Linked DNA regions of Mus musculus: all the other regions are linked to region 1. The links are chromatin contacts, called in public Hi-C, HiChIP or PLAC-seq and promoter capture Hi-C maps. All regions are on one chromosome and are shown on one strand. Each heading gives the region's core, a stretch centred on a gene start, on an enhancer-like site or on the middle of the called end of the contact. The rest is flanking DNA. Distances are from core to core; before and after follow the strand shown. Region 1 holds the start of 9430091E24Rik (RIKEN cDNA 9430091E24 gene). Region 2 holds the start of Ldhd (lactate dehydrogenase D). Region 3 holds the start of Mtss2 (MTSS I-BAR domain containing 2). Region 4 overlaps Il34 (interleukin 34). Region 5 holds the start of Il34 (interleukin 34). Region 6 overlaps Cog4 (component of oligomeric golgi complex 4).

Region 1 (4,709 bases), core at 1,126-3,625:
CTCTCTTCTGGGATAATATTTATTTCCTGATTTACTCAATGAATCCTGGGTTAAGATAATGCTACTTGCTAAGTGTTTCTCTGTATCTTTTTTCACTGTTGACCTCAAATTTAGTCCGTGGTTAGAAAACATATTTGGGTGACTAGAATTCTTTCAAACACAAGTAGCTCAAGGCATGGTGTAAGTTGACAAGTGCTCCACAGGAGGAAAATAAACTGTATTCTACAGTTGCTGGGTAGAGTAGGGTTTTTTGTTGTTGTCGTTTGTTTGTTTTTTGTTTTTTACCTTTCTGTCTTCTAGAAGACAGGGTCTACGTATCTCTAACTGTTCTGGAACTATGTAGCCAAGGCTAGCCTTTGAGATCTGCCTGACTGACGATGTTTTTTTCTTTCTTTAAACGTTGTTAGACTAGGGAGGTTTTTTTTTTTTTTTTTAAATGCTTTTTAGAGACAGGGTTTCTCTGTATAGCCCTGGCTGTCCTGAAACTCACTTTGTAGACCAGGCTGGCCTCGAACTCAGAAATCTGCCTGCCTCTGCCTCCCGAGTGCTGGGATTAAAGGCGTGCTCCACCAAGCCTGGCTTTTTCTTCCTTCTTGTGTCTCCATTTCTCCCATGCATGGAGATCTGAAGATCCTGAGTTAGGATTCATTTCATCCAAGTCTGCTGGTGACAGATTCTGATTGTCAAAGTTTGAGACAGGGTCTGAATAGCTCTGGCTGCCCTAGAACTTGCTCTGTAGTCCAGGCTGGCCTTGAACTCGAAATCCACCTGCCTCTGCCTCCAAGTGCTGGGATTAAAGGCATTGGCCACCATGCCCAGCCCATACAGCTTCTTTTATAAGATGATTCTCCTGGACTCCAGCTCCTCGGTCATGGGTTACTACAGCTGGCTTTGGTTCCTTGATTTTTTGACATGAATCTAATGTTCTATCCTGGCCCCCATATATTCCCTTATCTTTTCACTCAAAGACAGGGTCTACCCTGAGGTGGTGACACATGCCTTTAATGCTAGCACTCAGGGGCCAGAAACAGACAGCTCTCTGAGCTCAAGGCCAACATGGAATACAGAGGGAGTAATAGGGCCACACAGAGAAACTGTCTCAAAAAAAGAAAACAAACCAAAAAGGGTCTCACTTAGCTCAGGCTAACCCCTAACTCCCTACATAGCCAAGGATAATGTAGAGCGCGGGTCTCAACCTTCCTAACGCTGTGACCCTTTACTACAGTTCCTCAACTTGTAGTGACCCCCAACCAAAAATTAATTTTCAATGTTAGTTCATAATTGTTATGAATTGTAAATATTTTTGGAGACAGAGATTTGCCAAAGGAAATGCCCACAGTCTGAGATCCTGCTGCCTGCACCTCTGTGAGTGACATCACGCTGGGTGTGGGCAGTGCTGGGAACCAACCCCAGGACTCCAGTCATTTTAAGCCCATAATTTGTAAACTTATGAATTAAACAACCATCACAATAATGTAGTTTTAGAACATTTTACAAAGCCTGGAAATATCTGTGTGTGTCCTTTTATGTTTATTTTTATGTTGTCCAGGTTAAACAAATGGGCTCAAGCCAGCCGCCTATCTCAGCCCCGGAGGGGTTGGGACTACTATATTTCTTTTACTTAAAACATTATTTTTGGGGCTGGAAAATGGATCAGTGATTAAGAGGACTTATTGACTATTCTTCCCAAAGACACACATGTGATTCCTAGCACCCACATGGCTTCTAACAATCATGTCTAACTCTGGTTCTAGGGGATGTGACATTCTTGGCCTTCTCGGGCACTGCATGTATGTTAGACACAGACTTGCTGACACAAGCTGACCAGACAGCTACACATAAAAGTATTCCATTTTGCCTGGCGGCAGACGGTCACCCTAACTGCCCACACTGGGTCGAGGCTCTGGCCCGGATCCGATGCCCGGGCTCTAGGCACACACGGAGGCCGGCCTGAGGCCGGTGGCGGCTCTCCTCACTCTCGTCGCCATCCAGGCAGAGGCGGAGGCGGAGGCGGCCACGGGTTCTGGGCTGCGGACCCCTCGCGCAGGATCGGAGCTCAGGCCTGGCGGCAGACGATCACCCGAACTGCCGACACACGGAGGCCGGCGGGAGACCCGGAGCGGGGACGGAGGGCGGTGGCCGCTCCCTGCACACTCGCCGTCATCCAGGCGGAGGCGGAGCGGGAGGGGCGGGGCCTGGCGAGACCCAAACAAGCGCACGTGCGGGCCGGCCCGCCGCGGTGACGTCACGGCGCGTCGGCGCGCGCGCCCGCCTTACCCTTGCCGCGGGCCGTAAAGCGCGGAAGGTCGCAGGCCCCCGCGGTCCCGGAACTCTGCGCTCCGCGTCCCGCCCCGTCCCCATGCCCTGGCCCCCTTTCCGGCCGGCGCAGACCCTCTTCAGCGGCTGGGCTGCCCTTCACTTCCGCCGGGCGTTGCTGAGCGCGCTGCCCGCGAGATGCGGGCCCCTGAGGTAGGAAGCCGGCTGGGACCCGCGGGTCCGGGCGGCCTTCTGGTCCCGCGAACTCTTGCGCCCCGCACGCCCCTGGCGTCCGAGCTTTGGGCTCCGGCTCCCGGCCGTCCCTCCGGGTCTCTGAGGCGGTGCCACCGGTCGGGCGCCGGGATTGAGCCAGTGGAGCTGTGCGGGCCTCGGGGAGCCGCGCCGGCCGCCCCGGGACTGCGCGCCGGCTCTCCCAGGGCGGCCGACCGGGCCTCGGGGCGGGCTGCGGCTCGGGCGGGCGCGCGCGCACTGCTGTCACGGCCAGAGGTGGCCCCGCGTCTCTGCAGGTGGAATAGTTTCCCACCTTGTAATGTGCGGCTCGGCTGTGCTTCACCGACTCCTGTCAGAGACCTAGTCAGGGCCGTGGGGTTTCCGGTGGGTGACAGTTGTGTGTGATCCACGGTCTCCAAGCCTACTTTGCATGATGTCCGTGGGTGGGCGAGGGCCGCTGGCAGGGAGCAAGGCCAGAGGTCAACTTTGAAAGCCACAGGGATTTGCATCACTTTAAAAAACTAACTTCATATTTTTAATATTTACTGGCTTTGTTTGTGTGTAAGGTAGAGGTCAGTAGAGAAATTGGGGATGCGTTTCTCTCCTCCAGATGAATCCAGGGATCGTTCCTAGCCGATCAGTCAAGTACCCAGGTTTTTTGACTTTTACCCGCTAGCCATTTTTGTGGGCCCAACTCTCTGAAGCTCTCTTTTTTTTTTCTTTTTTTTTCTTTTTTTTTGGTTTTTTGAGACAGGGTTTCTCTGTACAGCCCTGGCTGTCCTGGAACTCACTTTGTAGACCAGGCTGGCCTTGAACTCAAAAATCCGCCTGCCTCTGTCTCCCAAGTGCTAGGATTAAAGGCGTGCGCCACCACGCCCGGCTCTGAAACTCTCTTGATACCTCCTAATGCACCTGTTGAAAAAATAAAAATCTGCAGTCGGGCTGGAGAGATGACTCAGTGATTAAGAGCACTTCCAGAGGTTCTGAGTTCAATTCCCAGCAACCACATGGTGGCTCACAGCCATCTGTAATGGGATACCCTCTTAACGGTGTGCATGAAAACAGTGTACTCATATACAGTAAATAAATAAAAGGAAAATCTGCAGTCTGGACCAGTTGGGTCACAATGTCCAGCAGGTTCTGTCCTTCCTTCCCCATTCGTTCATCCATCCATCCATTTTAACATAGAGTCTCACTAGTAACCCTGGTTTACCTGGAAGGCAGAGAGTCACCACACAGGCCTTCGGTTGGTAAGCAAGTGTCCTGTGGGGTTCTGTTGTGTGGGGGAGTGTGGCCGTCCACCTGTCTTTTTGACCAGCAACCCATCTGTGGTTAAAGCCAAACAGAAGAAACTCTGGAGTCACTTCAGTGCTGCCCCTTTGCTGGGGTTGATTTAAGAGGAGCCCAACAGAAACAGCCTGGGTTGTTTGGCAGAAGTTGTTTTAACTGAGAGTTTTACAGTTACTCTCAAGGACTTTTTAAAGGGTGTCCATTGCTTTAAGCTTACTGCCTTTTATCTTCTGCATCTCCGGTGTCACTGGCGTGATTACCCTCGTTGCTGTTGAGGTTTCTTTGGCTTTGACATTCAGCCTGCTGGAGAAGACTCCAGAGCCTCCCTTTGCTTCTTGCTATTTGGTTTAATCCCTTCTGCTCTCACCTAGTCACTGTTGTAGGTCAAGATGAACACTAAACCAACAGTCTGTCAGGCTGGGCTTTTGACATGGTTTATTTCCTCCTGAAACTCATCTGTTGCTGTTTCTTCTGCCATGTCTTCCTGCTAAGGGGTGAGTCTTAGCGTTCTTTCCCACGGTTGTATTATCTTTTCTCGTCTAGTTTTCTTTGAAAGGGCTGCATAGCGTAGAAACAGATAATGACTATGCTAATGATGACTGACTGAAGATGATGGGTTCTCTGGAGTAACTGGTCCTTTCATCACCAGCTGTACATGACCAAGATGCCAGGACATTCATGGTCTTCAAAGATCAACCTGGGCCAATGGCTCTGGAGTTTGTTGTCTCATGCCAGTGAAAACTAGGAGACAAGACCTCTAGTGGGAACAAGCAAAAAAACCCAAAAAAACCAAAAACAGACTTTAATTATTACAGCGACTGAGGAAAAGTGAGACATGAAAACGGGAGTAACTCTCCAGAGTCAGAGAAGGGTTTCCAAGAGAAGGTGGCTGAATTTCCTTATCCAGGGTTTTTATAGGGCAGTGGTAGAAA
Region 2 (4,709 bases), core at 731-3,230, 480 kb before region 1:
CTGTCTCCCAAGTGCTCGGATCAAAGGCGTGCGCCACCACGCCCGGCAGAGCTTCTCTCTTCTCTTCTCTTCTCTTCTCTTCTCTTCTCTTCTCTTCTCTTCTCTTCTCTTCTCTTCTCTTCTCTTCTCTTCTCCTCCCCTCCCCTCCCCCCTCCCCTCTCTTCTCTTCTCTTCCTCTCCTCTCTTTCCCCTCCCCTCCCCTCCCCTCTCCTCTCCTCCCTTCTCTTCTCTTTTCCCTTCCCTTCCCTTCCCCCTTTCCCCCTCCCTCCTTCCCCTCCCCTCCCTTTTCTTTTCTTTTCTTTTCTTTTCTTTTCTTTTCTTTTCTTTTCTTTTCTTCTTTCTGTCACAGTATGAGAAAAGAAACTCATACACAAGTCAAAATGGAGTCACTTGCGCTCAATGCCACACAATCCGAACAAAACTGTAAGGAAACATGTAGGATCCCATCAGGCTAAGGTTCCCAGAAACTATAAATTCCAGTCTGAGTCATTGTAAGGAGAGAATCCCTGAGAAGGAGGGTGGTAGTGGGAAGTGTGTGGGATGTTTCATAAGAACAAAACGTAACAGTGCTCAGTCCGTGACACTGGAGCTGTGTGTACCACGACATCGACAGAGTGTCCCATCTGCTTTAACCTTACCAGGAAGGCCAGATTGACTTCAACCCATCAGCTCCCCTCCTGTTGTCCCTGTTTTAGAGAACCCACTGTCCGCTGGGGGGTTTCGTTCAATTCTGTAGTCTTGGAGGGTGCCCCAATCCAAAAAGAGCAAATAAAAGCAATTAGATCTATAACTAAATTTGCTATTTTAAGGATTTCTTTTTAGTTTATAGGTATGAGTGTTTTGCCTGTGTATTTGGCCCACAGAGGCCAGAAGAGGGTGTTTGATTCCCTGCTTGGGATTTGAGTTACAGATGGTTGTGAGTCATCCCATGTGGGTGCTAGGAATTGAACCCGGGTCCTCTGCAAGAGCAATCAGTGCCCTTAACTCTGATGCTATCTCTCCACCACCCCATTCCCTATAACTAAATTTGTCATTTTGTCTTGTTTTGTTTTCTTTTGTTATGGCTCAGGCTGGCTTCATCTCATCCTCCTCCTAACTCAGACTCTCTGTGTGGGTTTACAGGTGCATACCATAAGGCCTGGCTGGCATGATTTTCTCTTTTTACATATTCATCCAAATGTGGTTGGTGAATTAAGAGAGAACCACCAACTCCACGAAGTTGTTTTCTGATCTCTACGCATGCACTGTGGCGCGTATGTTCCTCCATCATGCACACAGACACAATAAAGCTGGATAAAAAAACTAAATAAATTAGGAGTTTGTATTCCTGACCGGAAGGAAGAGAGTCATTGGGAGGTAGTTTAGCTCAGTGGTGGTAGCAAAGGCTCTTCTGGAATTGCTGTGGGAGTTGTTTGGAACCAACAGGATGGTCTTGGAATTAATCTCCTTCCCTGCTTTTCCTTAGCACTCCTCTGCAAGGCGGCCTTTCTGGGCACTGCACTATGCTACCCACTCTGTCCCAGAATGACCTCTGGAGTTTCCCTCTTCGTGGTCATGGTGGCAAGTCTACTCTGTGGCATGCTGTTGAGGCTTGCAAGGTGAGGAAGGCTCTGCCTGACAGGGAGTCAGGAGATGATTCAGGGAGTAGGGCACAGTGTATGTGCCAAGGTTGCAGGCCGGCCTGAGCTCTGGAATGGAAAGGAAAACTGCAGCTTAGAGATCAAAGAAGAGGCTGGAAGTGTAGAAGACAAAGTCCGAGTGCCCGGTGGGACTTGAAAGCCTCCGTACACGATGTTTGTTTGGAGGGCTCTTCGGGGAGCAGCAGTTAGTTGACTTGTAACACGTGAAGTAGCTGTTGTCCTTCTTTTCCAGATCTGCAGAGGCCACCTTAAACCGGCTCCACCTTAAGCAGGCTCCACCCAGGGCAGCTATTGGGCACAGCGAGAGGCAGGCTGGCAAGGCTTCCTCTCCGCCTAGTTATTCTCCCCTTAGCTGCGGTCTGGCTATGGCCATGCTCCTTCGGGTGGCCACCCAGAGGCTGTCTCCCTGGAGGAGTTTCTGCTCCAGGGGGTCGCAGGTATAAGTCTACTTGTGGATGGGGTCCCAGAGGGTGGAGAGCCCGACGTAATGTCCTCGGGGCTCAGTGACGTCACCTTGCAGGTTGACCAGCCCCTCATTCTTCCCACCCGGCCACAGGGCAGGTCTGTGGCTCCCTCCGACTGTCTTTCCGATGACCCCCTCGCACTTTTCTCCCCTGCAGGGTGGACTCAGCCAGGACTTTGTGGAGGCTCTGAAGGCAGTTGTAGGGAGCCCCCACGTGTCCACTGCTTCTGCAGTCAGAGAGCAACACGGGCATGATGAATCGATGCACAGGTATCAGAAGGGACTGAGGGTCCCTGTCTCTCTGGTCACCTGTTTGGAGTTCTGGCATCCTTACACGGAGAGGTGCTCTCTGCCCTGATCTGCTGAGGTCCCTGTCCTTGGGTCCTTAAACCATTGCAGGTTCCTGGATAAGAGAGGGTGAGAAGCTTCCATCCTTTTCAAACCTCTGGGCCTGCCTGCTTCTAGGTGTCAACCTCCTGATGCTGTGGTTTGGCCTCAGAATGTGGACCAGGTCAGCCGAGTGGCAAGCCTGTGCTACAATCAAGGTGTTCCCATCATCCCATTTGGCACAGGCACCGGTGTTGAGGGGGGAGTCTGTGCTGTGCAGGTATAGTGGGGGTGCCCTGGGTCTGGTCCCATTATACAGGACACATTTACAGCTCTCTTCACCTGCCATCCCAGAGCTTTGGTATGGTTGCTGCAGGCCTCAGCCATAAAATGGGGCTCTAGCGGGCTGCCTCGGGCCTAGAGACCTAGGTTGGGCAGCTGTTTTTGACTCCCTTGCTACCAGGGTGGAGTGTGCATCAACCTGACCCATATGGACCAGATCACGGAGCTGAATACAGAAGACTTCTCCGTGGTGGTGGAGCCTGGAGTCACCCGTAAAGCTCTCAATACCCACCTGCGTGACAGTGGCCTTTGGTTTCCTGTTGGTAGGCCTTGGACTAACCACAGAGTACCTGACCGAGGGCTTGGGGGCGTGGTCTGAGGGATTTCACAGGGCCCCATCTTTCCCACAAGAGGGAAAGGGCCTCTGCAGTTGCCCTCTCCAGCATTTCATTCTCTAGACCCAGGCGCAGATGCTTCTCTGTGTGGCATGGCAGCCACCGGGGCCTCGGGCACCAATGCTGTGCGCTATGGAACCATGCGGGACAACGTGATTAACCTGGAGGTAGTGCTGCCTGACGGCAGGCTGCTTCACACCGCAGGCCGGGGCCGCCATTACAGGTGAGCACTGCCTGACCCAGTTGCAGGGCCTCCTGGATTGGATCGGTAAGTGACACTCAGGAGCACCCTGCAACTCTGGAGGCTCAGCTGGAGTTGGCTCTCCCTGTGCAAGGCCTCTCTGGGTCATTAAACCACAAACTCTGTGATGACAATCTGGGGCTGCAGGAGATCAGACCAAACCTGTCTTCTAGCTATGGTGACTTCTGTAGTTGTAGTCGCTCACACGGCCTGGGCGCTCACCTACCTTGTATGTTCCTGGGCCCAGGAAGAGTGCAGCTGGCTACAATCTCACAGGACTCTTTGTGGGCTCTGAGGGGACCCTGGGCATCATTACATCAACCACCCTGCGCCTGCACCCTGCGCCGGAAGCAACGGTGGCTGCCACCTGTGCGTTCCCCAGTGTTCAAGCGGCTGTGGACAGCACAGTTCAGATCCTCCAGGCTGCAGTGCCCGTGGCTCGCATTGGTGAGCCAGGGGGGTGGGTTCCACCGAAAAGGCCCCCTTAGAAGGCCAGGCCTCACCTGATCAGCCCTCTCCCTGGTTCCAGAGTTCCTAGATGATGTCATGATGGATGCCTGCAACAGACACAGCAAACTTAACTGCCCCGTGGCACCCACGCTTTTCCTGGAGTTCCACGGTTCCCAGCAGACACTGGCGGAACAGCTGCAGCGCACAGGTGCGCCGGGGACACGGCGCTGTGAGGTCTGAGGCTGTCCCAGTGTAGGGGTCTAACCATCAGCCTTTCTGTGCCTACTACAGAGGCAATCACTCAGGATAATGGTGGCTCTCACTTCTCCTGGGCCAAGGAGGCCGAAAAGCGCAATGAACTTTGGGCAGCGCGGCACAATGCTTGGTATGCAGCCTTGGCCCTGAGTCCAGGAAGTAAGGTGAGCTGAAGCTGGGGCTGGAGGTGGGATCTACCCACTCACATAGAGAAGACTGAGGCCCACCAAGGGCTGGCTGAGTGGGTGTGAGGACAAGGGGCTATAGACCACTGCACCCAGCTATTCCAGAGTCTAGAGAGAAAGAACTGTTAATTTGCTCCAAACTTAGGAGTTCACAAGTCAGCCTCAGGTATAGTGTTGAGCACTTAGGAATTCTAAACATTGGAAGGGCCTCCTGGGGAAGAAATGGAGAGGAAGGAGGCAGTCTAGCTAGATGGGACGGCTGGGCAGATTATGCAGAAGTTCAGAAGGGTGGGGCTGCTGGGACCCTGCATGGGGTCCAGGCTTAGATCCAGGGGAGTAGTGAAGACCTGGGCTAGCGAAGAAGACCAGTGGGTCAGATGTGTCACTCCGCGACATCAAGACCCCTTGGATTGGTCCTAGGCTTGACCACAGTGATCCCTTAACTTTGGGTAGGCAGTGGGTGATGGGGGG
Region 3 (4,709 bases), core at 948-3,447, 420 kb after region 1:
TATACATGATCTGATGGTGCTTGGTAAAGTCTCTTCCATCTTGGCCCCACGTATCTAGAAATCTTGCCTGCCACTAAGTTCTTTGCTGAGACTGGACCCGTGTCTCAACTGAGTTCCTTGCAACTGGCAGGAATGGAGGATACTATCCTGCTGTCTCGTCTGGGCAGAAGTGGCTGCTTGCTGCAGTGTTTGCAGTGGGAGGCAGTGTGGGTGGCTCCCACCCTCTGCCAGCCCAGGAGTGTCAGCTAGGGGAGGTGGTCTGGGTTACACAGTTTCAGAGAGGAGCTGGTACCAAAATGCTGAGGGCTAGTGATGAGGCCCTCAGGTGGAGTTGCCAGAGGAGCTGGTACCAAGATGCTGAGGGCTAGTGATGAGGCCCTCAGGTGGAGTTGCCAGGGGTGTGTGTGTGTGTGTGTGTGTGTGTGTGTGTTGTGGCGAGGGAGGAACCCCAGGGAAAAGTATAGAACTATGGGAAGGCGCTGACGTGCTGCTAACTTGTAAGTCCCAGGCCAGTGTGGTTTCAGGCCTCTTTTTAGGGGGCAAGTATCTGACAGATGCCTTCCCTTACTGGGGGTGTTTCTTGGCAGTACTAGGAGGGGAGCCCCAACTTCTTGCCTCTCTGCAAGGCATCACTTTCCTAAAGCATTTTTCTGGAGCCCTTGGGTAGGGTGTACCTGTACGTGGGTTCCACAGCCCCCAGGGTCTAGCAGGATTCTGATTTGTTCTTGCTAAGTGCGAGCCTAGGGTAAGGATGTGAGGAGGCTCAGCACAGGGCCTAGTTTCTTCCGTTTTCCATCGTGTTCCTAGACCAAGGGGTACAGTGCAGGACAGGAACACTGGCACTCGATGCCCACCTTGCCACTGAAGCTTTCCCTGCCTAGTCAATTCGGATCAGCCTCGTCAAACACTGGCCTCTGGGGGTCAGGGAGAATTCAGTAAATTACCAGATGGATAATAATGGCTGAGGTCCCGAAGCAGGATCCAATGGTCTCCTTATGACCTTGAGCCATTCGCAGGCCTCAGTTTCCCCATCTGAACAGGGTGCCTGCTCAGTCTGACCTTGAGTGATCAGGAAGGGGGGGTTGCTGAAAGCGCTCCCCAGGTTGCTTAGCCAACACACAGCCTACCTCCTCCCCAAGGTGGATTCAGTCCTACCCTTGGGCTGCAGGGAGGACCCCACCCGAGGATTGGAGTAATGGAGCTTGCTGGATCTGTTGGTGTGTGTGTGTGTGTGTGTGTGTGTGTGTGTGTGTGTGTGTAGGTGGGGCTGCATCCATGCAGAGGCCCGAGGCTGGCGGGGCAAGAGTTAACAGTTCTTTGCTTTATTATTTTTTTCCTGCTTTGGCGGTGACAGCATTGTCTGGGCTTCGGGGCGTCGGGGGTATGTGTGTGTGTGTGTGTGGGGGGGCACTGTGGTGAAAGGGGGCGGAGGCCCGAGAGACCTTGGATCCGTTAAAGGGCCTTAAAGGTCGGTCCTAAAGATAAACCCAATTCATAGTTTGGGGGTCTGGGGTACCGAGTGTTTGCGGACGCTCAGCTTTGGATCGGGATCCTACGGGGCGACCTCTCGGACATCCCAACCTGCGAGCACTCACTCCCACCCTTCGGACCCAGACAGGCATTGGGCGCAAGGCGGGCGCAGGAGGACAGGCTCAGATGAAACACACACACACACACACACACACACACACACACACACACACACACACACACACACACACACACTGCCCGCACACACACACACACACACACACTGCCCGCACACACACACACACACACTGCCCGCGCGCACACACACACACACACACACACACACACACACACACTGCCCGCCACGCGTCCCTCAGAGGAGACCCGTATGCCCGGAGCTTGCCCGGGGTACCTTCATGTCGTTGACGATGGCCTGGAAGAGCCCGCCCAAGGCGCCACACTCCTTCTCCGCCGTCTCCATGCTGGGGCCGGGCGCGCGGCGGCAGGGCGCGCAAGGGGCGCGGGGAGCCGTGCAGGGGAGGGGCCGGACCGCCGCGGGCGCTGCTCCGAGGCCGCGCCGGGGCTCCCTGCCTCGGGGCCGCGCTCTCAGCGGCCGGCCGCGCCGCGCTCCGGGGTTGCGGGCCGTGGGCCGGCAGCGCGGGCCATGGCTCGGTGGGGCTGGGGGCGCGGCGCGGGCAGTTCGCGGCGCAGCCTCGGCGCGGGCACTGGAGCGGCGGCGGCGGTAATCCGAGCCGCCGAAGCTCGGGCGTCACGTGGGCGCGGCGGAGGGAGGGCCGCGGGGAGGGAGCACAGGAGGGGGCTGTGGGAAAGGCCGGGCGGGCGAGGACCCATTCACGGCCAGAAACCAGGGCTTTGAAATCCGAGCTCTGGCGCTGCCAGACTGGTCCGGCAAGAGGGGCCGGCGGGAGCGGGCGCCGCCGCGGGTCGGGGCGGCGCAGGGGCGGGGCCGGGCCAGCCCCCCACCCTCCAGCGGGAGCGGACCCGGGTTTGCACCTTCAAGGCCTTGGGCTCGACCAAGATGAAACCCGCCAAGGATGCAGTCCTTAGTGCATCCCGGCCTGATGAATAGCACTGAGCATCGTGCAGAGGGGAACGGGAACTGGCCGCATTGGAGCTGTCCACCACAGACCATCCATAAAGTCCAACCCTCCTGCACAAATGTCCTTCAGTTCCTTTTCTAAGTAGTACCGGTGTCACCTGGATTGGGGGTGGAAATAGTGATGGTGTCCCGGCCCAACTTCCTCGTGAGTAGGGTCTGTGTTGAACCTGCAGAGTGTAGTGTGTGGGGATGCACGCGTGTACACATGGGAGGGCAAGTACTGCTGTCGTCCAGGAGACTCCAGGTGAACCTATTCTCATGGGGCACACATAGTTAGGGCTCCAGGGGAAAGCAGGCACAAGCTCCTGGCAACTAAAGGGCCGCAGCAGGCAACTAGGGTTCACCAGAACCCAAAGCCAGGTGACAGACGCGGTTCTTTGAGCTAAGTCAAAGATTGGGGCATTTATCTTTGATTTCCTCCCATTGCTCACTGCTCTGCAGTGTTCTGCTGTGCCATTCCTGCTTATGGGGACATCCACATTGCACAGGGACTCAGAAAGCAGGACTAAGGATCGAGAGTAAGGCCAGGAGGAAGGTACTGGTCCTGGGAAGAATTGGTCCCTGGATTCATATGGGAATCAGGGCTTAGAATGAAGCTGGCTTTCCAGGATAGGTGAGGCCCCAGGGCAGCTGCAGCATCAGGCTTGGCACAGGTGCTAGCAGAGAAGGAGCAGGCAGACTTGATTAAGGATTCTGTGATTTCTTTATTGGGGCAGGGATGGACATCATTCTGTAGAGGTCTTTGTGCTGGCCTGTGTGCATTTCCACACAGATGTACATATGCACACACACCATGCCAGTGCTCTGGGGCCAAGGTCAAGCTCTTCTCACAGACAGGGATTAGAAAGAGGCTGCTTCTGGATTCTGAGGCTGTAGTCCCGACTCAGGAGAGAATCCATCGGTCCCAGGACAGAGTGTAGCTGACAGTGCTGGGGTCCAGGTGCTCTGCTGGGAGGAGCTGAGGCTGACAGAGCCAATACCATCCCCCTCCCTACCCTGGCTGGTGGTTGGGTCCAGCCCTGCTGGAGGCAGGTTCTTAGGCTCCTTGTGGCCTCAGCTTAGAGACCCTGAGTGCTTCTTAGGCCACTAGGGCCCTTTTCCATGCTAGGCACATCAGAGGATAACTCTGCGGTCCAGGTGATCCCCTCGCCCACTGCGCTGGTGTCTTACTTCCAGGTGCTGTTTCTGGACTTTTTCAAAGTGCTGCAGCAGCTCTGTGTAGTCGATGCTGGGGGAGTCACCTTTCTGGGACTTGGGGGCCGCTTTCAGACAGTCTCTGGGAAGATGGACAGAAGTCAGAGTCAGTGTCTGCATCATGGTAGGTGCTGGTGGGGTTCAGTCTCTGGGCACCTGTGGGTCCCTGCCCAAGACATCTTCCCAGCAGCCAGACCCATAGTGCTTAGGGTCCCATGTCCACCCCCTTTCCTGCAGCTGGTGGGAACAGCCAACCCGCTGCTTGGATGTCTGTCGGCCTGTGGGCTGTTGATGGCGCCCGGAGCGTTGCATGGGGGAGCACTTCCTGTTTACCAGTGGCTCCCTTTAGGGTGAGAGCCAGGGCCAGCAGCCAGCCAGGAAGGCAGCTGGGGCCTGGAACAGGGTCTGGGGAGAAGGGGGAGGCGGTAGCCCAGCCTTTTCTCTGTGGTATGGCTGAGACTGCAGACAGCTGGGATCGGTGAAGTCTCTCTGTTGGACCTATAACTTGGCAGGCCTTGGGTCCCAAGGCCTGTGATCACTACCTGCTCCCAGAGAAGAGCTTGTCTTACCACAGGACATGCTGACCCACCTACACTCCTTCCAATTGACGGACCAATCCTGTAGCCTCTCATCAGCTGGGTTTAGCTTGCCACCCAGGGTCCAGTCCCATTCCTAACTGTCCTTATTCTGTTCCCCACACTCCATTCTGCCTCACTGGCTTAGAGCCCTGGCAAAGGGTTTCATGAAGGCTGTGACCAACTCGGCTGAGCGGACTCCCTGGGGCCTCTGGGTGGGTGAAGAGGCTGACTGAAGCAGAGGAAATAGGATAGCAGACCTGGCCTAGACATCTGACCTTACACACAAACCTCCATCCTAGTCTGTAAGAGGTTGCCACAGGAGACATGTCACGTCCCCGAGTATAAGG
Region 4 (4,709 bases), core at 1,138-3,637, 400 kb after region 1:
AATGAAATTATCTCATAAAAACCTTCTTCGTTTCCTTGTCCCTGGTCGGCTTTGCATGTAGATCCATTTCTCTGATTTCAGACTGCAGCTAATTGCAGATTGGTCCTTTGGGTATCTCTTGCTCTTTTGTGTTTCTTTCATCCACTCCCTATTCATATTTATTGTAAATTCTCAAAATATTTTTTTCCAGTCAAGGGGACAGCTCCCAAGAGCTGTTTTTGAGGTCACAGTGACACCTAGTGGTAATTCCTGGTACTGTTTCAAAAGACTTCGCATTATTGTCTGTTCTGCTGGTGTAGGGGGTCTGTTTAGCATCCCAGAGCCATCAGACTGGCAGAAGCTTGCTTGTAAGACCTGTTGCTACATCTAATGGAGAAAAATCGAGCTTTGAAAACTCATCACTCCAGACAAAGGGCTGAGGGGTGCCTTGGAACCTGGACGATGTACTTACCCAAAATCAGGAGCTAGGGGAGACGGGAGACCATACCCTGGGGACTCTGACCATGGTGTGTGTGTGGGGGTGTACTTGCTACTCCAGGTGACAAGTCCTCCTTAGGGCTCTGCATGCACCTGCCTTTCCCCTCAGTACTTGTCAGGCTTGATGATGGATGGTGGTTGATTCAGCTACGCACACCAGGTAGTGCGCAGACACAGTGCCCAGCGCTCATCCGCTCTTGTTGGGTGTGTCCCACAGGTCTTGGGATCCTACTTGACGTGGCTTTGGGAAACGAGAATTTGGAGATATGGACTCTGACCCAAGATAAGGAGTGTGACCTTACAGGCTACCTTCGGGGCAAGCTGCAGTACAAGAACCGGCTTCAGTACATGGTAACCTGGAGAGCGTCTGCCTCCCCGTGCTAGGGTTGCAAGCACAGGCCCAGCTCTATAGGACTATCTCTGAGACTATCTCCATTGAGAAGTAACTCATACCATACAACCCACTAACTGAGAGCGAACCCCATGGGGCTGGTGGGACGGCTCTGAGTAAAAGGCACACCTGGTACCCAGGACTGATGGCCTGAGTCCAATTCCCAGAACCCACATCAAGGCGGAAGGAGAGAACCAACTCCTGAAAGTTAATCTTTGACCTCCACATCAGTGCTGAGAGTCATGTCCACACTATTAATAATAACAATAAATAATAAGGTGTCAGATTCTAGACTCACTGATGTGTAGTATGTTCACAGGCTGTGCGAAGGTTACCTTTGTAAGTGTCAGATGAACCATATTTTTCACTTCCAAAGTACCATGTCTCCTGAAAATCCTGGGTTCCTCCCCTGGGCCTGAAACTTCAGCCCTTACAGGACTTGTGTATCTGATCTCACACCCCCCACCCCCACCTCCTTTGTCCGAGGGGAAAAGAGAGCTGTCTTTTAGCCCAGTTGTCCAGATCTGACCTCTCAGTAGAGGACCTGTCTGTTGTCAACGCTGCTAGGCTGCGTTCCTCTCTTGGGGGTCCCGTCTAAACAGTTTCTGCCTCATAGCTTATGGTTTGTTCTTGTTCCTCTTCAGAAACATTACTTCCCCATCAACTACAGGATTGCTGTGCCTTATGAGGGGGTACTCAGAGTGGCCAACATCACAAGGCTGGTGAGGACCCTTCCCGGGGTGGGGAGCCGCTGCCTGCCACAAGTCACTTAGAAGCTTGTGGGTCTTGGCAGGTTGTCCCATTGGCCTTTCCCTAGCCACTCAAGCAAAGCCTGCCACTAACCTAGGCCCAAGGTTGTCTGCTGGCAGCCGTGGGTGACTGTGATGGGTCCCAGGCAGTGGCAAATGCATGGGGGTAGGGGAGTGGTCAGTGCCCAGAGGCCTACGCTTGTGCGTCACTGATGTCTCCTGTCCCTGCAGCAGAAGGCTCACGTGAGTGAGCGAGAGCTTCGGTACCTGTGGGTCTTGGTGAGTCTCAATGCCACTGAGTCTGTGATGGATGTACTTCTCGAGGGCCACCCGTCCTGGAAGTATCTACAGGAGGTTCAGACATTGCTGGAGAACGTACAGCGGAGCCTCATGGTGAGCTGTGCGCATGCGCGTGTGGGTTTGGCCGATGCTGGCAAAGGGCTAAGAAGGGAGAGTTCTGCCATGCGCTGAGCATGTGAGACACACGAGGGATGGGGACAGAGAGGATTTGGGACCTTGTTTCAAGCTTACCTGAGCGCCCCTCTTAAAAAAATTTTTTTTATTATTGTTGTTTTTAATTTTATAACCCATTGAGTCCAATTACTTCTGCCCACTGTTCACTACCCACGCTGGCTAGACCTTGTACAGGTGTTGTGAGGTAACCAGTGTACTCATGGGTGCACCGGGCATGCCATCTTCATAAGACAGCATTATTTATTTGCTTGTTTGAGAGAGTTTCATTCTGAAACCCCGCCTGGCCTGAAACTTGCTGTGTAGAACAGGCTTTGCCTCTTGTGTCCTGAGTCTTAGACAAGCCAGGGAATCCTCTAATTTCATATTTGTATCTGAAAAAATGAGGCTCCTCTAGAAAGGGGAGAAGGAAGAAGGCAGAAGATAGTGAAATTTTTTTGTTCTTTAAAGACACAGAAATATTGTAAGAATGTGTCTGCATTTTAATCCCAGGTGTGGGATATGGGGCTGCTTCAGATTGTCCACAGCAGCTGACTCTGATTTGCCTCGTGCTCTAGCAGAGGCATGGTTTTGTCAGCTGCAGATAGTTTCTGCGAGTGTGTGATGTTTGGATGGATGGATAGATAGATAGAAGGGGTTGTTTTGGACAGCTGGTGGTTAGATGTCGTTTGTTACACAGTTTGTTGAGATGAGAAGAAGAAATTAGATATTCTGATGGTGGGTGAAGATCAAACATGCCCCAAGAACTTGACACCCCTAATCAGCAGGAAGTAGTCTAATGATAACATCGCCCCCTTTCCCCTCTATGCTTTTTTCTCTACTATTTAGTGTTAGGGGGTGGAGAAGGGTGGAAGAAAAAAAGAACCCACAAAGTAGCCAAAGGTTCAGTTACAAGGTGGACTGACAGGAACTTTCAGAGTATTGAAACTGTTCTGTGTAACTCGGTGACAGTGGACACTCTGCTTTTATCAAAAGCCCGTGGAGCGTGGAGGGCGAGCCATAATGACTATGACTTGAGTTTAGAACAAGCATGGGAAGGAAAGGAGATAGTGTGTGGCATGACTGTAACCCAGCACTCTGGAGGCTTGAGGTGGGGGAGATGTTAGGTTCAAGGCCAATCTGGGTTACATAGTGGGAGCCTGTCTCAGAAGCAGCCCTCGAAGCCATCTGATCATCCAACCGAAAACCTCCCGAGTTGTAACCTGACAGACATGTCCCTACCTCCTCAGGCCGTTGGTGTACACCTGCCGGGACACGTACTTGTGACCCTGCTCAGCCAGCTGCCTGGCCTCCCCAGCCCATGGGCCAGATCATTTGACACCAGCTGGGAGCTTCTGATGATGAAAGGTTTGGGACAGGCGACTGTTTTTGCAGCTGTCTGGAACTTCTCCTGGGATGGTTCTCCCAGTTCCTGCTAAGAGGGTCGCACGGATTTGCCCTTTTGTGCTTGTGAGCAAGATGGGTGTCCTGGGCAAGCTGGCTTGGCTTGAGGAAGAGACCTTTTCTGCCTTTGTTTTACCCATCGAACAGACACCGAGAAGCTAATGTGTGTGAGGTTGGGCAGGAGAGTGTGAGGCCTCCGCCCTCTGATTCTGGTCCTGGGCTCTCTGACTGAGGCACTGTACATAGCGATGGTTATATTACTCAGATGTAGTTGGGTCTGGTCCCTTTTCCTTCCCCTCCTGGCTGCTGAAAGCTTAGCCAGTATACTGGGTACTCCCTCTACCACTGAGATATACCCCAACTCTGCAGCCAGATTTTTTTTTTTAATGTGTATGAGTACACACTGTAGCTGTCTTCAGACACACCAGAAGAGGACATTGGCTCCCATTATTGATGGTTGTGAGTCACCATGTGTTTGCTGGGAATTGAATTCAGGACCTCGGGAAAAGCAGTCAGTGCTCTTAACCACTGAGCCATCTCTCCAGCGGCCCCACCCCCCCAACCTTGAGCTCACAGAGATCTGTCTGTCTCTGCCTCCTGAGTGCTGGGATTAAAGGTAGGCCCCATCACCACCTGGCTTGCAGCAGCCTTTAATCTTCCTGCTTCCTTACTGTTAGTGGTCTGTGACGGTAGCTTTGAAGATGGATTCCACTTATGATAGTGTGACCTCAGAGGCCAGGCCCTGTTTTTTTTTTTCCAACAGTATAACCTTGAACAAGCTGTTTCACTCCTGAGCTTTTAGGTCATCACTTGTAGCCTACATCTCTTTTTAAAAATTTTTTTTTATTTTTATTTTTTGGTTTTTCGAGACAGGGTTTCTTTGTATAGCCCTGGCTGTCCTGGAACTCACTTTGTAGACCAGGCTGGCCTCGAACTCAGAAATCCACCTGCCTCTGCCTCCCAAGTGCTGGGATTAAAGGCGTGCGCCACCATGCCCGGCTGTAAGCCTACATCGTATCCAGCTGTAAAACAAGGATTCAATGAATTTATCCTATCTCCTCTATCTATCGGAAGACATCCGGCTTCTGGCCTCTGCGTTATTCTAGTCTCACATCCTCACCCCAACTTGCCTCCATTGTTTTCTTAAGAAACTGGGCCTGGGACGATGGCTCAGTGGTCAAGAGCACTTGCTGCTCTTGCAGAGGATGCCCATGTCAGCTGGTTTACAACTGAAGCTT
Region 5 (4,709 bases), core at 1,652-4,151, 340 kb after region 1:
CTTTCCCCTGACCTCACGGGGCAGAGGGTTTGCAGATGTTGCTTCCTTTGGAAGATCTCTTGCCAAGAATAGCATTCCTGTGGGGAGGGGGTTCTAGTTGGCCTGCTCCTGGAATGTTGCTGTTTTGGGTTTGTATAAAATGTATTGCTAGCAGGACATCTGCTGGAGCTGGGGGTGGAACTCCTGGTTCCCTGGCTCACAGGGAGAGAGAGAGGGCTGATAGCCAGGATGTTGGCTGCTCCCAGCCTTTCTTGAGAGCCGGAAATGCTGAGGTATCTTTTTCTTTCATCCACCCGGGCTTTCCGGATCTGTTAATTCCTTGCTTCTGTTTTCTATTCAAAGTAGAAATGCCGTGTTTGCATGAGTCACCCAGTCCCTCATCTACATATGAAATACTGTATATGTGTGTATATTTTAAGTTTATGCATGCTTAAGATTAATATCTTGAAAGCTTGTTCAAAAAATGCTGTGGGAGAGCAGATTGTTCAGTGTGGGGCACATGGTAGCAATTCAGTGAGCACTTAGACCTGTGGCTGTTGGTTTTTGTATTTGGGGTCCTGAGTTCTAGTGAACTGAAGACAGCACAAGCCAGCAGAGCTGTTTCTTGGGAAACTTGAAAAGCCAGCATTGGAAATGCTATCCCTAGGTTGGAGGGGAGGGTGTGGATAACCTGACATTCCCCCACTCGGGACCGTGAGCATAGTCTTGAAGCCTTGAACCTAGAAGAACTTAGGGCCATGTCTGATTTCCTCAGGTCAGAAAGCTTGGGAACTTGTGGGGTGGGGGGACCCAGGAAATCCCAAGTCTAAAAGCAGAGGCAGGGTTGACAGTCAATGTGTCACATTGGGAAATGAGAAGAAACATAGAAACGTGTCACCATGGCTCTTGACCCAGCTCAAACATAGAACTTGTCTAGGTATCAGAATAGACACCTGGTAACCCACCCAAGATCCTTTTGAGTATTTCTGAGTCTGGTGTAATCAGACCTAAACCTCACTAGCTGTGACTAGTGTTTGTTCAAAGCAAAACAGCAAGCATTAGTTGAGTTTGGAAGTTACAGCTTTAGAAAACAGACAGATGAACATCTGCCTTGAGGTGGCTGAAGGGCTGTCTTCACCATACCCTGCCGGAATCCAGAGGTGGCCAGCCTCTGTTTCTGGCCCTTTCCTGGCTCTCACATTTGCAACCCACAGAGCCACCCAGCAGGCACAGCCCCTTCTGAGAGACTAATTGTTGAGATTTCCCTTGTTGGGTTTTGTTTTTACATTTTACTTAGTGGGCATATATAGACATGTACATAGTCTCTTCCATGTGGGACTTTCAGATCAAACAGGTTTTCAGGCTTGGCAGCAAGTTCGTTTACTGGCTGCATCATCTCGCCAGCCCAAGAGTTGGTCTTTGATAAGGTTTAGGAAGAGTTTCATAGACTCCTTTTGAAAGGCCGGAGTAACGTGTGTGAATGGGACAAGTGCTAATATTTACTACGGGCTTCAGGGACTGGTGCTGTCCGAGAGACACACTGGGGACTCTGGCCTTTAGGTAGGCCAGGCTGTAACTAGAGAAGGCAGCTTTGCTCGTGAAGCTTGGAGAAACATCTGCAAGAGGCCATGTGGCAAAGAAATCTGTGGAAAAGCAGTTGACAGTGGAGTCTGATGACTTACTTGAGTGTGGCTGTGGTAACAGGAGGGTTGGCTGTCCTGAGCTCTGCAAGACCTGATGCCATCTTCATCCTGAATCAGCAGCCTATAAATTGAGCACTTGGAGGAAAGAAAGGACAGCACACCAGGTCCAGAGGCTCTGAAGAGTGGCATCTTGTGGCTGTGTCCCCATCTCTACCTCTTCTGTCTGACAGGATAGCCTTGACAGAGCTTTTGTGGAGGGCCTTTGTGGTGTGGTCCCAGTAGCCACTGCAAGGGGGGATGGAGAGTTAGCTGGGTGCATACCAGTGTGGGCACATTGTCTTCCTGCAAGTTCAGGGAATCCAGTTCTCTCAATCTAATTAAGAACGCCTTTCTTGAACAACACCATTCATTAGCATTTAGAATAGGGCAAGCCCTTGTGTCCAGATCAGCATTCCCAGACTAAGCTGTGTGGAGTCCCTTGAGTGGCCCTTTACTGAGAGAGGCTGTGTTTAAGTTGAGGAAAGCTAGTCTTCCTCCCTTGTTGATAACGATGCCTTCAAAACACCACCACTACCATTGCTATGTCTAGGTGGAAGAGCTGAAGGATCTTTCAGGGGATGGAAGTCACCACCTGTAACTACTCCAAAGACAGTCATAAAATTAGGGAAGAGTGGTGGCACAAGCCTATAATCATAGCACTATAAAGTCAATCTCTAGACTAATTTGAAGCTAGCCTGGGCTATACTGGGATACTAAAAGGTTGGCAAAGAAAGAGATGTTGTCCCAGCTGCACAGGGCCTTGTCACTATTACCAGGAAAGCAAAAGTGGCTATGTCTGCAGGTGTGGCTCAGAGTCTTCAGAGGTTCCCATGAGGGTTGTCTCAGGCTTTGGTGTTAGACCTCAGTAAGCAGCTGTGTGTGTTCTTGGGTAAACTACCTCCCTGCGCTCAGGTCTTGTCTGTAGACAGGTTAACAAGCCAAACAAACAAACCAAAAAAACAACAAAAAAAACCTCTCCTAGGTCCCATCAGCTGTACTCAATTTTGTAATGAAAGAGGTATTCCAGGTATTAAAGAGAGGACCTGGAATTTTCCCCTAAAAACCAGTTCAATCTACATAGAAACTAAAGATACCCCAGATTCTAGAGACACCCCATATTCACCCTCAGGGCTGTCCCCTTGCCTTGACTGACTGTGCTTGATGCTCCCTCCTACTCCACACTCCAAGACAGGCTGGGGCCATGTGGCCCCGCCCCACCCTGCCCTTGTTAGCTCCGGTTCTAGAAACAAATCTGAGCTGCTGTAGCGTGTGTCCCCCGCCCTCCGAGAAGACTGTAGGCTGAACACACAACAGCCTGTCCCACACAGCATTTACTGCCACAGCCCCCAAGGCACCTGCTCCAGGCCTTGAGCTGCTCAAAGCTTCCGGCGACGGCGACTGTAGAAGCCCACATCCTGGCAGGTGAGCAGGTAAGCAGAATGGATGGGTTTCTTTCACAAGGCTGCTCCCTCCCCGTCGCAGTCTCTGAGGGCCGATTTAACAGGCAGAGAGACTTGAGCCCCAGTCGATAAGGTGCTGGCTAAGAAGCTCTGAAATGGTATGAACTCTGCTGCGGGGTTTTTTTTTTTTTTTAATTTTTTTTCATCCAATGATTTCGCAGCCTTGCGGGAGAAAAATAGAGCTGTATAACTTATCAAATTGACTTACCTGTGCTTCCGTCCTGGTTCTGTCAGTTGGCAAATGCAATCTCTGAGTGCTTTTGGCTTCCTGGAACTGAACATTGCTTTAGCTCTTTATACCTTATTGTGCCATGTGCATGAATTATTACTTGTATAAACTTCCTTGTCAAAAATTAATTGAGGCTAGCTGGCATGGTGAGGCACTCTGGAATGCCAGCACATGGGAGGTGGAGGTGGGAGAATTAGTCACCCTTGGTTACTTAGCAAGTTCAAGGCCAGCCTCAAATTAAAAAAAAAAAAAAAAACTTTAAAAGAAAGGAAAACACAGGGCAGGGAGAGAAGTGTTTGCAGGGTGCTGAGGACCTGAGTTCTTTCTCTAGAACGTGTGTGAAGAAACACTGGGCATGGTGGCATGTTTGTAATCCCTGTGCTGGGGAGGTGGGGACAGGTGGATTCTTGGGGCTTGCAGGCTGGGCAGTCAAGCCTGCTTGGCTAGTTCCAGGCCAATGAGAGACCCTGTCTCAAAGAAAGGTGGGCAGTGACTAAAGGAATGGCACATAAAGTGATTCTCTGCCCTCTGCATTGCAACACACACACACACACACACACACACACACACACACACATACACACGGAGAGGGGGGAGGGAGAGAGAGAGAGATTGCATAGGTGAGCCAGTGTTTTAGAAATTATAATGAAGTGCTTCTACTTTTACACTTTGCTTTTTGTTTGTTTGTTTTGGGTTTTTTTTTGTTGTTGTTGTTGGGTTTTTTTGTTTTTGTTTTGGGTTTTTTTTTTTTTGAGACAGGGTTTCTCTGTGTCGCCCTGGCTGTCCTGGAACTCACTCTGTAGACCAGGCTAGCCTCGAACTCAGAAATCTGCCTGCCTCTGCCTCCCGAGTGCTGAGATTAAAGGTGTGCACCACTGCCCGGGTTTTTGTTTTTGTTTTTTTTTAATTAAACAGGGTCTTACTGTATAGCCCTGGCTGCCCTGGAACTTGCTATGTCGACCAGGCTAGCTTCAAACTCTGCCTGCATCTGCCTCTACACCTGGCAATAACCATTATTTTAACAATCTACGTGGCGTTGGCCACATTCACAAACTCATCTCAGAATGTCTTTGGTCCCAGTGAAGTTCAGTTGTTCTTAGAATGTTTTTGCAACCAGCAACTTGGCCTCCGTGGAGGACTGTGAAAATAAATTCCATCTCAATGAACATATTCAAACCGCCACGCCACCTCAGCCGCCTTCCACAGCATAGACCTAGGAGGTCTCAGGAGGAGCAGAGAGAGACCTCAGGAAGCCTGTAGGTGCCTCTCCTGGTCCCCACTGCACAGCTGCTGTGGTGGATTGCAGGGGAAACATGTGGTGCAGCATAGTGAGCCTCAGCTAAGCTGATGGATCCCGTG
Region 6 (4,709 bases), core at 900-3,399, 290 kb after region 1:
TGGAACTAGCTCTGTAGACCAGGATGGCCTGGAACTCAGAAATCCGCCTGCCTCTGCCTCCTGAGTGCTGGGATTAAAGGTGTGCACCACCACTACCCAGCTCTTCCCATCCCCAGACAGGGTTTCTCTGTGTAACAGAGCCTGGCTGTTCCGGACTTGATTTGTAGATCAGGCTAGCCTGACCTTGAACTCATAGTGATCTGCCTGCCTCTGCTTCCTGAGTGCTGGGAATTAAGGTGTGTGGCCAGCTCTTTAAAAGGCAGCGTCTCACTGGGCGTGGTGGCACACGCCATTAATCCCAGCACTCCACTCTGGAGGCAGAGGCAGGCGGATTTCTGAGTTCGAGGCCAGCCTGGTCTACAAAGTGAGTTCTAGGACAACCAGGGCTATACAGAGAAACCCTGTCTTGAAAAAAAAACAGAAAAAAAAAAAAAAAAAAAAAAAAAAAAAAAAAAAAAAGAGAGACAGGGTCTCTTTATGTAGCCTTGGCTGGCCTAGATTTCACTCCATTCACCAGGCTGGTCTCCAACTCATATAGTCCTGCACAAATGATTTTTTTTTTCCACAAATGATTTTTAATGGAACTACTAAGACAACTGAATAGGGGGGATGTTGTGCTAGAAGCACTGATATCCACATGAACAAGAATGAAGTTGACCCTCATCTTACATTATATATACAAACTCCCTTTACTTGCTAAAGGGAATTGGTCAAAACATGTGTCTGGTCATAGTTTCCACAGTTACTGATACTGACCTGAGAATCCCTCTATAGTGGCCCCTCATAGTCACATTATTTCAGGCTCTCTCAAGTGCTTAGGACATACTTTCCTTATGCTGTCTGGGACACTCTTATACTCCAATTCACCCTTCAAGTCTCAGACCTGTGGCCATTTATCCTCAGGAAGAGCCCTGGACATTGCCCATATCTGACTATATCTCATTACATGTTCTCTCCTACCCTGTAATTCAGATTCACCTCAGTGGTCCACAGCAGTGTTCAGAACATGCTTGGATTCTATTTCTGGCTCTGCCATTTTCTAGCTTTATTATCTTGATAAAGCCATTTAGCATTTCTAGGCTTTAGTTTGTTCTTCTGAAAATAAGTTACAAATTACCAATGATTTACCAATGATTTTGCTCTCCCAGGGTATTACAGTGGATAGACAGGAGTAATGATTTTTTTTTTCATAGTATATAGGACAGTTCCTGGGGAAAAAAGCTATCTAGCCAAAATGCCAGTAGTGTAGAGGTTAACATACCTTGAAGTGGTTTAATATTTGTTAAACACTTATAACAATGTACAATTAACATTATAAATGTGTCAACTATCATAACTATGCTGGTGAGTTTTTCTGACAACTTAACACAAGCTAGGGTCTTCTAAGAAGAAACCACAACTAGCACCTAACTTTTTAAAATGGGTCTCATGTAGTACACACTAGCCTTGAAATCTAGGTCGATGATTATGACCTTAAACAGCTGATCCTCCTGCCTTTACCTTCTAAGGTACTATAGGCATGAGCCGTCATGTCTCTTTTTATGGGGTACCACGTGTGTGTTAGGGTATAGGGTACTTACGTCTATTAGGTAAGGATTCTTACCAACTGAGATATCCTCATCCAGTGATCTATTACTCCTTATTAACTAGACATATTTTTATACAGTGTCTTCTCTAGGAGAAATTGATAGAGTTGGAAATTGGTGGCTCATGCCTGTAATCTCAGTACTTAGAAGACTGAGACACGTGGCTTGTTATGAGTCTGAGACTAGCCTGGGCTACAGAGTTGTCAACAACTTACTGTATTTTATTTTAAAAATAAAATTACTCCATGCATGGTGGTACAGGCCTTTAATCCTAGCACTTGAAAGGAGAGGCAGGAGGATCTCTGTAAGTTTGAGGTTAGCTGGATATACATAGAGAGTTCCAGGACAGCACATAAAAAGACCTTGTCCCCAAACCAAAACCGAAACCAAACCAACCAACTAAAAAAACCCCAAACCAAAATCCCCTACATTTTAACAGAAGTAGTCTCTAAACTAGATGTAACTAGTAACTGAAATTCTTACAAGCTGAAGGATTATTATTACCTTGGTTCAATTTTTTCTGTTGCAGAATTTCTCATCAAATTACTCTGGACGAGCCGAAACTGAAAAACACCACAGAAATCAGAAGAGCACCTCTGCCCCCCACTGGCCGTTCCAGCCTACAGTGATAAGCTTCAGGTTGCTAATGAGGCTCACTTTTCTTTCAAGCAAGAGTTGCTTTTGGCTGTTGCTTTCATTTCTGTTATATATTTACTTATTTTTTACTTTATGTATGGATGTTTTGCCTAAATGTATGTATGTATGTATGCATACCAGGTATGCTCTGCCTGTGGAGGCCAAAGAGGGCTTCCAATCCTCTGGAATTGGAAGTCACAGACGGTTGTTAGCTGCCAAGGGAGTGCTTGGAATCAAACTCAGGTCGGTCTTCTAGAAGAGAAGCAAATTCTCTTAACTGCTAAGCCAACTTTCCAGCCGCTGTCATTTTATTTAAAAGTAATGAATGGTAGGGCTGGTGAGATAACGTAGTGGTTAAGAGTACTTGCTACTCTTGCAGAGGACTAGAATTTGGTTCCAGAACCCATGTGGTAGCAAACAACCATCTGTCCCTCTCCTTGCAAAGGACCCAGTGCCTTTCCTGCCCCCATGCACTAGGCCTATACATGCTGCACATACATAAGTCAAACCATTCTTAAAGACTGAATAAAGAACAGCAAGTATTAAAAAAAGTAATGCTAAGGACATTCTCATGGACTGCTGTCTGGTCTCACAGTCTGGGGTTCTGCTTATAGATATGAACCAATAGACAGTGGCTATGGAACTCAGGTTGGCCTGGATTTCCTTATGCAGTCCAGGCTGACCTCAAAATAATGGTGATCCCGTTGCTTCAGCTTCCCCAGGGCTGAGATTATAGTTATGCACCACTCTGCTGGCCATTCCTACTTCTGTGTGCTACTTTTATTTCCTGAGCTTATGGGAATGGAAAATTAGTTCTGAAAAAGAGAGCCATAAAAACTAAAGTGAAATTAAAAACAAATTATTAATACTTGATACTCAATAGCATGCAGAGGGCACTGCTGAACGTTCAATGATAGAGAATCTGGTCCTCTGTTTCTGTTGTGTTAAGGCACTAAGCATTAGGCAAAGTGAAGGCCACTCTACCTTCAGCATCTGTCCTTCTCCTCTAGGCAGTGGGTCCATCCACCCACCCACCCATCCATCGATTCTTTCATTCATCTTCATTTCTCCTAACGTCCTCTACCGAGTGCCCCGACCACGGCTGCTCCCCGGCTCACCTGCTGGTGGTAGTCCCTTTGCTTGATGAACTTGTTTACGACCTTCTCCACCTGTGTGTCACATTCTACTTGAAGATATTTGATCAGGGTAAAGAGTCGCCCTGGTCCATAGTAAGTCTCCACGATGGGTTGGTGAGTTTCCACAATTCGGGCGATCCCTAGGAGGAAGTGAGAGCTGGACTTCACATGTTTTTTTCCATAAAATAAATTCCTTTCCCCCATCAAAGATTAACCTAGGTCTCACTAACCCCCTGCAAAGGATTTAGTTCACGATCTGAAACAGAGTTCTAGTTGATGCTAGCTGTTGTCATCAACATTTGATACCTATCAACAGTGATGGGCTAGTAAAAGGGCGCTTGAAAAGTCACAGTGAAGTCGTTTTCTCTTGAGGAATCACTGAAATAGATCATCTGCCTTGTAACATATTTTAGATTAAATTTATTATTTTTTTTTTTAGGGTCTTGAGGTCTCAAAATACTGGAGAGACTCCAATCTTGCTAATCAGATACTAATCTGGAAATCGATTATTCAATGAGTCAACACCTAAAAACTACAGGATTGCATCAAACACACCTGAGTAGGGTGAAAGGGTAGGATGCATATGTCAGAAGAAAATGTCGCTGGTCTCCCTAGAATACAGAAAGAGGCTCACCTTCAAACAGGAGTGTGAGAGTATCCGCAAAGATGACCGCAGCTCTCCGATCACTCATGTCTGAGCCCAGCACCAACAACAGATTCTCCTCAGCCTTACTGGCGACCTGGAAGCAGAGGAAATGCACAGGTATTTTTCAGATCAACAGCTTCCCATCAGCTTTCCTTCCACCACGTTTCCCTTGGAGGCTGGAGTTGGAGGCAGCGCCGAGGAAACTCTCTTGTGGGTGATCAAGTAGGACAAGGAACTTGAGTATGTGGTATCTTTTTTTTTTCTTTTTTTGAGACAGGGTCTCATGTAATTCTCACTGGTGGCATGGAACTTGCTATATACATTAGGCTTGGCTCCACCATACAGAGACCCACCTGTCTCTGCCTATTCAGTCCTGAGATTAAAGCTATGTGCTACTATAACTACAATGACAGTTCATCTATTCAGGGGACTAAATAATCGTTTAAACTCTGAAAATACAGACTACCATTAGCTGAAAGGAGAAAGCACTTCTATTTTCACTAATGATCTTTTTTTTTAAAACTAATTTTGCTTTTTTTTTAATTTTTCTAAGATTTATTTATTTATATGTAAGTTCACTGTAGCTGTCTTCAGACACTCCAGAAGAGGGAGTCAGATCTCGTTAGGATGGTTGTGAGCCACCATGTGGTTGCTGGGATTTGAACTCCAGACCTTCAGAAGAGCAGTCTGGAAGAGCAGTCGGGT

What was found. Promoter capture Hi-C pulls out the DNA fragments that hold promoters and counts their contacts. Hi-C and Micro-C count contacts between places; a contact is called where the count stands out from the background. HiChIP or PLAC-seq counts read pairs in DNA pulled down with a chosen protein or histone mark.
Region 2: a promoter capture Hi-C map of the SN4741 cell line shows a contact between it and region 1, with 4 times the contacts expected there. The contact joins the promoter of Ldhd here to the promoter of 9430091E24Rik in region 1. A contact is called at or near these places in 6 of 39 promoter capture datasets (the SN4741 cell line, hippocampal neurons, liver and 2 more) and 1 of 115 datasets of contacts at active chromatin or transcription factors (pancreatic cancer cells).
Region 3: a promoter capture Hi-C map of stem cell-derived epiblast-like cells shows a contact between it and region 1, with 5 times the contacts expected there. The contact joins the promoter of Mtss2 here to the promoter of 9430091E24Rik in region 1. A contact is called at or near these places in 10 of 39 promoter capture datasets (the HPC-7 cell line, embryonic stem cells, hematopoietic stem and progenitor cells and 4 more), 1 of 15 datasets of contacts at CTCF or cohesin (CD8 T cells), 1 of 484 Hi-C or Micro-C datasets (CD8 T cells) and 3 of 9 other capture datasets (adipose tissue, embryonic stem cells and pancreatic islet).
Region 4: an H3K4me3 HiChIP or PLAC-seq map of embryonic stem cells shows a contact between it and region 1, with 3 times the contacts expected there. The contact joins the enhancer-like site here to the promoter of 9430091E24Rik in region 1. A contact is called at or near these places in 5 of 39 promoter capture datasets (cranial neural crest, embryonic stem cells, maxillary cranial neural crest and 1 more), 1 of 15 datasets of contacts at CTCF or cohesin (large pre-B cells), 7 of 484 Hi-C or Micro-C datasets (CD4 T cells, CD8 T cells, embryonic stem cells and 2 more), 4 of 115 datasets of contacts at active chromatin or transcription factors (bone marrow-derived macrophages, embryonic stem cells, large pre-B cells and 1 more) and 3 of 9 other capture datasets (embryonic stem cells, liver and pancreatic islet).
Region 5: a promoter capture Hi-C map of stem cell-derived epiblast-like cells shows a contact between it and region 1, with 4 times the contacts expected there. The contact joins the promoter of Il34 here to the promoter of 9430091E24Rik in region 1. A contact is called at or near these places in 13 of 39 promoter capture datasets (the 3T3-L1 cell line, cranial neural crest, embryonic stem cells and 9 more), 3 of 115 datasets of contacts at active chromatin or transcription factors (bone marrow-derived macrophages, large pre-B cells and pancreatic cancer cells) and 3 of 9 other capture datasets (adipose tissue, liver and pancreatic islet).
Region 6: a Hi-C map of CD8 T cells shows a contact between it and region 1, with 1.6 times the contacts expected there. The contact joins the enhancer-like site here to the promoter of 9430091E24Rik in region 1. A contact is called at or near these places in 12 of 484 Hi-C or Micro-C datasets (CD4 T cells, CD8 T cells, bone marrow and 8 more), 6 of 115 datasets of contacts at active chromatin or transcription factors (bone marrow-derived macrophages, effector CD8 T cells, forebrain and 3 more) and 2 of 9 other capture datasets (adipose tissue and liver).

The regions. Positions count from the first base shown.
Region 1 is chr8:111,143,164-111,147,872 of GRCm38.p6, reverse strand. 9430091E24Rik (RIKEN cDNA 9430091E24 gene) reads left to right here and starts at 2,375. Exons shown (of 3, transcript NR_040364.1): 1 at 2,375-2,469.
Region 2 is chr8:111,627,607-111,632,315 of GRCm38.p6, reverse strand. Ldhd (lactate dehydrogenase D) reads left to right here and starts at 1,980. Exons shown (of 11, transcript NM_027570.4): 1 at 1,980-2,077; 2 at 2,261-2,373; 3 at 2,569-2,710; 4 at 2,894-3,035; 5 at 3,171-3,330; 6 at 3,596-3,795; 7 at 3,878-4,006; 8 at 4,090-4,217. The coding sequence starts at 2,006.
Region 3 is chr8:110,718,964-110,723,672 of GRCm38.p6, reverse strand. Mtss2 (MTSS I-BAR domain containing 2) reads right to left here and starts at 2,197. Exons shown (of 14, transcript NM_198625.2): 1 at 1,883-2,197. The coding sequence starts at 1,951. It overlaps Vac14 (Vac14 homolog (S. cerevisiae)), which reads right to left. Exons shown (of 19, transcript NM_146216.3): 19 at 3,275-3,866. The coding sequence ends at 3,704.
Region 4 is chr8:110,745,544-110,750,252 of GRCm38.p6, reverse strand. Il34 (interleukin 34) reads left to right here. Exons shown (of 7, transcript NM_001135100.2): 3 at 695-828; 4 at 1,513-1,590; 5 at 1,849-2,010. Among named protein-coding and RNA genes, the nearest start is that of Gm15894, 7.7 kb to the left of the region's middle. Within about 2 kb of position 2,387, at least 5 of the 459 cell types and tissues checked have an H3K27ac peak or open chromatin away from gene starts, as enhancers often do.
Region 5 is chr8:110,804,116-110,808,824 of GRCm38.p6, reverse strand. It overlaps Il34 (interleukin 34), which reads left to right and starts at 2,901. Exons shown (of 7, transcript NM_001135100.2): 1 at 2,901-3,091. It overlaps Gm15895 (a long non-coding RNA gene), which reads right to left and starts at 3,629. Exons shown (of 2, transcript XR_003947455.1): 1 at 3,330-3,629; 2 at 1-1,907.
Region 6 is chr8:110,857,326-110,862,034 of GRCm38.p6, reverse strand. Cog4 (component of oligomeric golgi complex 4) reads right to left here. Exons shown (of 19, transcript NM_133973.2): 6 at 3,993-4,098; 7 at 3,341-3,498; 8 at 2,091-2,149. Among named protein-coding and RNA genes, the nearest start is that of Cog4, 13 kb to the right of the region's middle. Within about 2 kb of position 2,149, at least 47 of the 459 cell types and tissues checked have an H3K27ac peak or open chromatin away from gene starts, as enhancers often do. A contact at or near this core is called in CD8 T cells, bone marrow-derived macrophages, granulocyte-monocyte progenitors and 3 more, where this site is marked.